Regions from separate parts of the Gossypium hirsutum genome. Here region 1 is linked to region 2. Evidence: chromatin contacts called from public Hi-C data. All regions are on one chromosome and are shown on one strand. Each heading gives the region's core, a stretch centred on a gene start, on an enhancer-like site or on the middle of the called end of the contact. The rest is flanking DNA. Distances are from core to core; before and after follow the strand shown. Region 1 holds the start of LOC107952936. Region 2 has its middle 37 kb from the start of LOC107952940.

Evidence for each region. Hi-C and Micro-C count contacts between places; a contact is called where the count stands out from the background.
Region 1: a Hi-C map of leaf shows a contact between it and region 2, with 2.3 times the contacts expected there. The contact joins the promoter of LOC107952936 here to the enhancer-like site in region 2. A contact is called at or near these places in 2 of 34 Hi-C or Micro-C datasets (both in leaf).

Annotation. Positions count from the first base shown.
Region 1 is chrA07:31,321,184-31,325,227 of Gossypium_hirsutum_v2.1, forward strand. LOC107952936 reads right to left here and starts at 2,334. Exons shown (of 2, transcript XM_016888143.2): 1 at 1,787-2,334; 2 at 730-1,370. The coding sequence starts at 2,035. The coding sequence ends at 876.
Region 2 is chrA07:31,162,652-31,166,275 of Gossypium_hirsutum_v2.1, forward strand. No RefSeq gene overlaps it. Among protein-coding and RNA genes, the nearest start is that of LOC107952940, 37 kb to the right of the region's middle. Within about 2 kb of position 1,865, at least 7 of the 9 cell types and tissues checked have an H3K27ac peak or open chromatin away from gene starts, as enhancers often do. A contact at or near this core is called in leaf, where this site is marked.

The sequences.
Region 1 (4,044 bases), core at 1,084-3,583, 160 kb after region 2:
ATGTAGCAACTACTCACTGCTCTGCATATAATCCTCGCCAACTAGTTAGGTCACATCGTGTGTTTATGTGTACGATATTCATTGAAGCTTGGCTAGAAAGTGGAGGCTTCTTTCTGCTGCTGCCGGCTCTTAACAACTTCTAGGCGACAGGTACTGCTGCAATGCTTCCTGCCACAAAAACATTCCTGAAACCAGCATCAAACATATCTGAAAATAAACCATTATACCTCTTGAGATTAGATTAAGGAACTGAAGTCTCACTGTCCAAAGTGTTGCTCAAAAGATTGCACAAGGAACATCACAAGCAAGTCCAATTCATAAGATAAAGAATATGTCAGCAACAATGAGCGTCTCACTATGCTTAATAATTCTTGGTTTTACAAGCGGCGGTATAGAGTTTCTGCCCGCAAGAGTATACTTGCCAGTTCAGCAGAATAACAAGTTGAAGAAACTTAAAAACATGCAATATGCCTGCAACTAATGAGGTCAAGGTTGGAGAATTATTAGTTGTGAATTCTTCCATTGAAAAAGCTAAAAACAAGAGGAAAAAAAAAAGTCATAACAAGGCATGTGTGGGTGCCAACCTGATTCACAACAAAAAGAACAAATATTTAACACAGGGAATAATCTAATGACGAAAGGAAACCAATAAAATCGATGTGGACCCTGTTAGTTAAAAAGCATGTTTGGTATGGAACAGAAGTTCAACTACTCGAGTCCGAATATAAATACAGCTAAAAATGATTTCCAGTACCAAGCTCATCATGTTTTTTTACATGTACATGGTCCTTGAATGGACTATATATCATTATAAAAAAAATAGTGAAGAAATTGAGCTGTAATTCATCTTATATTAATGATGAATGATGTAACAATCATCCCCTGCCACAAAACACGTCCAAAGGCATCTTTGAGATAGTCAACAAAGTATCTAATTTTTCTGCTGCTTTTTCTTTTGAATACGTAGCTGAAACAATGGTTTTTCTTTGTGAATTACTATAAGGTTGTTGCTTGGAGTGATAAAACTTGATGGTAGACGAAAGGCTGGCTGATATCAGAATTAAATTGACTGCAATTCCAACAGCATTCTGCCACTTCCAGGGTCTGAATAAAACTCTGATGCAGCAAATGAGGAAACCAGATATCCTTCTCCTCGAGCTTTCACCTTCATTTTTCTTAACACTTTCTTCCACATCCCTGTCAATTGAGGTTTTATTCTCATGATCATTGCCAAAGCAAGCACTTAACTCTTTCACAACATCCAGGGGTCTTCCTTCATATTGTGTCACTTGTTTTATGAGACATGATCTGGTTTGCTCCAATCGACTAAGGGCCAATTGCCTATCTTTCAGCTGCCAAGACTGCAATTTCTGCATGTAGATATATATCAACATAAATTTTCCAGGGAGGCCTAATGCTAAGATAATAAAAAACTGCAAATGCGAATCAAATTAAGGCAAAAACCTCTAAAAGTCGGGTGGAATATTCTAATTATACTCGATAGGTTTCGACACTAATTAAGATTATCAATCAAAAGGTAACAGAATTCATAATTCCATTAAAAACAAGAGTCCAAAAAGAAGAGCTTTTGAAACAGGTAATCTGAATTGTTTATTAATCATTTTTTTATCAAAGGAATCAAATATTGAGAACCAATATCTGATCTGAATATATTAGATCTCATGAAACAATGTTGAGATTAAGACAAGCAATCTTACTATTCGGATCTAAAAGGAGTTGAGCTGAGAGTGTTGGGAAATAAAAGAGAAGACAGAAAGTAAATTACCTGCAAATGCAAAAGCGTGTTCTCAACTTGGTTGAGTGAATCTCTGATGGCAATCAACCTCTTCCTTTCCAGAAATGGGGTCTGCCCAATATCACAATAGCGACCATGGTCTGAACAATACCTGCAGAAGCTGATACTGTCGTCGATTTCATGGTTCAACCTGTCGTGCAAAGCCCATGCCCTCTCAATGAGACTCGGCAGTTTTTTGTTATTCAACTCCATTGGTTGGAAAACATAGCCCACCACCATTCAAGACCTTCCTGTGTTATAACTTTTTAAACTTCATCATTTGCACTTTATTCTCTTGTTTTTGCTTCTTTCTACAAATTACTCTTGGCTGTGGAAGAAGAAAGTTTGAGGAACTATTTGGAATGGTATAGAATGGAAGGTAGGCCTCTCCTTTTTTAATTGTGTTTGGACAACATCATTTTAGTTTCTTTCACTTTTTTTGTTTTTTTTTTTGGGGTGTGTGTGTGTGGGGGTATGTTTGCTTTAAAGGAAAGTTTTGGTTGGAATTGAAACTGAGACGCTTAGCTGTTGAGTACCCCACAGTCTCATATTGCATGCCATACATACATTGCCATGTGCAATCCATTATCCCATCCAAGGCTGAAGCAAGCAAAAGAAAGAAGAAATTGAAAGTACTAGTGAAGCAACAGCATGCCATCGTCCCTCATCATACAAAATGTTTAAAACCATGGTTATGATATTATCAGAAACTCAAAAGCCCAAAGCTCCCATGTGACGTGAATAGTTATGATGCCGTAAAAGTCGATAACAAAATCAGGTTCTTTTTCAGTTACCATATAATGATGATGGGCCAGGATTAGTTGGGCTACAAATCCTTAAACGTGGTTAGCACAAACCCAGCTCACCTTCTTTAGTTTATTTGATTGCCTTTTAGCTGTCTATGAGCTCTCTAAATCAATGGCATTATTGATTTGGTGATGATTTAATGGTTTGGCTCTTTGCAGAAGCAAAAAGACATGAAAATTGCAATGACTAAGGAGTCAGCCAGCCGCCTTACTTAATATGATAATCTGCTCATTGACACATCCAAATTCAACTAATCATATTAACCCATTTCTTACCCTACCCCCATCATCCCTTATTAAGTGTCATCATTTAGACTTCACCAAACTTAGTAATTTCATTTGTCGATCTTCAAAATAACAGACCACAACTTGATTCAACTTTAATTACCCATAATAACATATGAAATATGTACGATATTAATAAAAAGATTAAAATATCTCAAATAATATATCTTATTTTAAATACATAACTCATATTCTTCATAATTTTTCTTATTAAATTTGTAATCGATTGACTCATGACACGAACTTAATTAAAGACTTAAATAATAATAATATAGATATATAGAAATAATAATTAATTTTTATTTTTTAAATGTTTTAATAAATTTCATCCCTAGGTAATTTTTTATATTACTTTTATTATTTATTACAAATTATATATATATGGATATACATGAAAATTAAATTAAATTAATATTATCATTTGACAATATTATTAGATTGTCTTCTAAATAGACTTATCCATAAGTCGGGCCACCCGACTCAGCCTGAAGGCCCGTTCGAAAAGTGAGAGGATTTGATTAAAATATAAGCTTGAAAAATAATCTTGGGCAAAAAAATAAGTCCCATTTAGAAAATGGATCGGGCCTTGGGTAAGCCTTTTTTTCCCAAGCCGGCCTGAATATGCAACAAAAAAAATTGCTATTTTTTTGTTGTTTTCTTGCTTTTTTATTATTTTTTCTTTTTTTTTCACTATTTTGCTACTATTTTATTGTTATTATTTGGATATTGTATAACTCTTGGTTTATTGTTAATTTTGTTACTACTTTAGAGGTATTTGCTTGTTAAGTTGCACGTATCTCAGTATTATTTAAATATATATATTTTAATTCATTTTCAATTTGTTCGGCAACATTTATTTTAATTTTTTAGTATTTTTTATGTATTATATATATTTAAAAATTATATAAAAAAATTAATATCGGTGAGCCAACCTAGGCCCGAGCTTTAATATTTTTATCTGGGCTGAGTTTGGAAAAAATTTTAGGCTTATTTTTTGGGCTGGGCCCAAGCCTAACAAACTGGCCTAAAATTTTGGTTGGATCTAGCTCGACCCATGAACACATCTACTTCCATATTATCATAAATTAAATTATTTTTAATAATTTTAGTTGGACTAAATAAAAAATTATTAAATATTTTAATGCATATATATATTAA
Region 2 (3,624 bases), core at 615-3,114:
CTTACACTTAAGAAAAAGAAAAAGCAAAAAGCCTTAATCGAGTTAGAGTAGCAGACAGAAACGTGCTATAGTAGCACACTTAACCAGAAAGTACAATTATTTCTAAATAATCATCAACTTTAAAAAATATATATTTTTAAATTTAATTTATCTTTTAAATTATAATTATTTTTTAAAAAAATATTATTCACTCTGAGGATGGGATGAATTCTAATAAAAAAATGATTTGGTTTGGTTTTGACTTCCTTTTTCTTTAATGTTTTTAACTTGATGATTTTGATTGAAATATTCATGGAAGGAGAAAGTTGGATTGGTTTGCATTTGAATTTAACTTTTTCAATCTTAGATAGGTTTGAGGTCTGATCTATTTTATTATTTTTAAAAATAAAAAAATAAAAAAATAGTTTTATATTATTATTTTTATATTTAATTATAAAATATAAAGGCGTGTTTTATAAATTAAAAATTTAAGTACTGAAAAATTAAGTATTGAATTTATATTAGAAATTTATTTGATAAATTAGTAAATATAAGTATAGAATATAATTTTGTTATTTGAAAAAAGTAAATATTAATTTTTGAAAATTATTTATTTTTAATTTTAATTTTATTAATATAATGTTTTATATTGTTTTGAATAGTTTTGGATGAAAGATAAATATGGTAATTTGAATATTTTATTTTTAAAAATATATAATTTATTTCAATTTTTAATAAAATAAAATCGAGTTAATTTTTTACATTAAGTGATAAATAACTAATTACCTCCTTTATCTTATTCAAATTTTTTTATTGTAAATTTTATATTAAATAAAAGTTAAAATGATTAAAAAAATTTTAATGATTTATTAAATACACCTTAAATAAATTTATTAAATTATTTTTTCAAATGGTAAAACGATGGTGCGAAAATCGAATGTGGGTTCCAACAAAACACTTGTCATTTTGAAACGGTCGGTGCGGACTTTTATTTTGTTTGATGAATTTGGTTAGTAAGTACATGAAAGAGTAGTTACCAATGTAATTTTCTTTTCTTTCTTTTTTTATTAAATATGTTTAAGATTTTATTTGCAAATAACATGATAACTTTGTGAAAAACAAATATGAAAGTCAAGAAACACATAAAACATTAGATTTTAAAAAAGAAAAAGAAAAATGTAGGTAATTTGATGAAGAAAGCAACGTCCAAGGAGCCGCTGGCCTTTGGTTGCTATTGCAGTGGCATTTGAGTGTGCGCTTCGCCTCCCATGACACCCAACCTCAAACTACTAACCTATTATATAAAAACAGAAATAACACTTGAAGATGTCCCCAATTCTGATTGTTGTGTGATAATAACAATCAATTTGTAGGGCATTCATAAAAAATTGAAGTTTCATTACCCGTAGTTATTATTGATAAAAAAAAGCAATGGGTTGAGTAGTAAAATTTGATAAGTTGATTCAACCGCGGAGACTATTCAGACTTCAAATCCGAGGTTTATTAATTGGCGTTTGGGCGACAATTCCAGGTCAACTGCTAAACCAGCCAAATGCGTCAAAAAGGGATTGCTTTGCTTAATATTAGTATGTAGGAACTTTCCCCAAGAAGTCAATGGCTTTAATTGTATAAGACCTCTCAACATGTGGGTCATGCCAGAAACAAGAGAAGGGTGAAATTCCCTCAACCTCATCAAATTGAATATTTAAATACAAGGTGTCCCCATAATATTTGTTGGATCATTTGCTGGCAGATTCTTTGAAGGCAGGCAAATTTGTCCTATTTTTGTGTTTAAGCTAAAAAAATGATAAAGCATTGCAGGGCCCAAACTAGGAAATGACAGGTCCATGACCAGGAGGCCCAATGTGTAAGCACTTCAAAAATGAAGTGACTGTTCTGATAATAATTATCAAAGTTGCCTTCTTTCTATTTGGGACTCCGTCTACAACCTTCTTTCTCATACTCAAACCAGGTTTTTGGGTAAACCAAATCATAGCAAGTAAGATGCATAGGCTTCAAAATCGTCCTTTACATGGTGGGTATTCAAAAATAAAATATAAATGCAATAAAAATATTATGAAGGTATTTATACTAAGAGTTGAATTATATTTTGTCTCATTTATTTAAAAAAAATAGATGAATTAATTTTTGTACATTAGATCAAAAAATAAATTACTCATTCTATTAAAAATTTTATCTATTTTTATTGTTAAAAATTAATCTTCGTACATTAGAATAAGGTACACATGTAACTTTCTGGTTATTTTATCAGTCACTAACTTTTAATGGTAGAAATGAATGAAATGTTTAACAAAGAAAAATAAATCAATTTACTTTTTAATCAATCTATGATTTATATTTTTCACCAGATTCGCAGATCATTACGTGATACTTCTTATTTGTTTACATCCTGATTTCAGTTTCCTTTGCTATGGGGTCGTGATTTGATATTTTGAGAAAAGATGTAAGAAGAGTGATGTTTTTGCTCCAAGTCTTGGATAATGAATATACTAATTCACCGCAATTAGCCCAAATCAACAATTCTTCCAAAACCAAGATTTGCTTTAGACGGAGCCCATAAGCAGTTCTTCTCTATTTCTTTTTAGGGTAAACTACATTGGTCACCTAACTATATATATAAGTTTTCATTTTCTAATTTCCACATAATTTTCTTGTTAAGTGAAATGGCGTGTTTTACACCAATAAGAACCATCTCTTCAGCTTCTTTCTCCTTTACCCTCTACTACTCTCTTCAAAGTTAATTGAAAGGTTAAACTAAACCCAGAATCTAACATCCACAAATTTCAAGCCATCGTACCCCCACCACAAGTCGCTCCAAAACTTTGACCCGTAGTAATTTTCACCTAAACTCTTCAAATCCAACCTCTGTTTCAAAGTTATTTTATGCCTAAGTACTCGAAAAGACTAGAAGGAAAACATAAGTTGTGATATAATGATAATTATTGTAAGAGTGCGTGTGCTTGTTTCTAAATTCAAAAAAATCCTGCAGAGAACAATGAAATATTGATAGAAGAACAAGAAAGTCTAAGACAAAAAAAAAATGGAACTTTATAATATTAGTCTAAAATATGATTTGGTGTTTTTTTTTTGTTTTTTTTTCTTCACTATAAATGCATTTTTTTTCTTCGACAACTTCTTTACAAATTTTTCTATTTATGAGCATTAAAGGAGTTAAACGAAACTCCTCTCTTTGAGTCAAAAGCAAATAACTTGAGGTGAAGATTACTTACTACATTCAATACTATAGTAAATGATATCTCCAAGTTAGCTTAGCAATGAAACTTTTGAAGGTCTAGTCAAATGGTTTAAGAGTTATGATTCGGTTTAGTTGTGAAAAATACATAGGGTGGATTTGAAGAGTTTAGGTGAAAATTACTAGGGCTCGAAGCTTTGGATCGACTTGCGGTGGGGTTACGGTGGCCTAAAATTTGTGAGTGTCAAATTCTGGGTTTAGTTTAACTTTCTGATCAACTTTGAAGAAAGTAAGTAAAGGGTAAAAGAGAAAGAAGTTGAAGAGATGATTTTTATTTGTGCAAAATACACTGTTTCATTTAGCAAGGAAATTATGTGGAAATTATAAAATCCACAAGGCATAATTAGGTGGATTAAATTTATCTTAGTTAG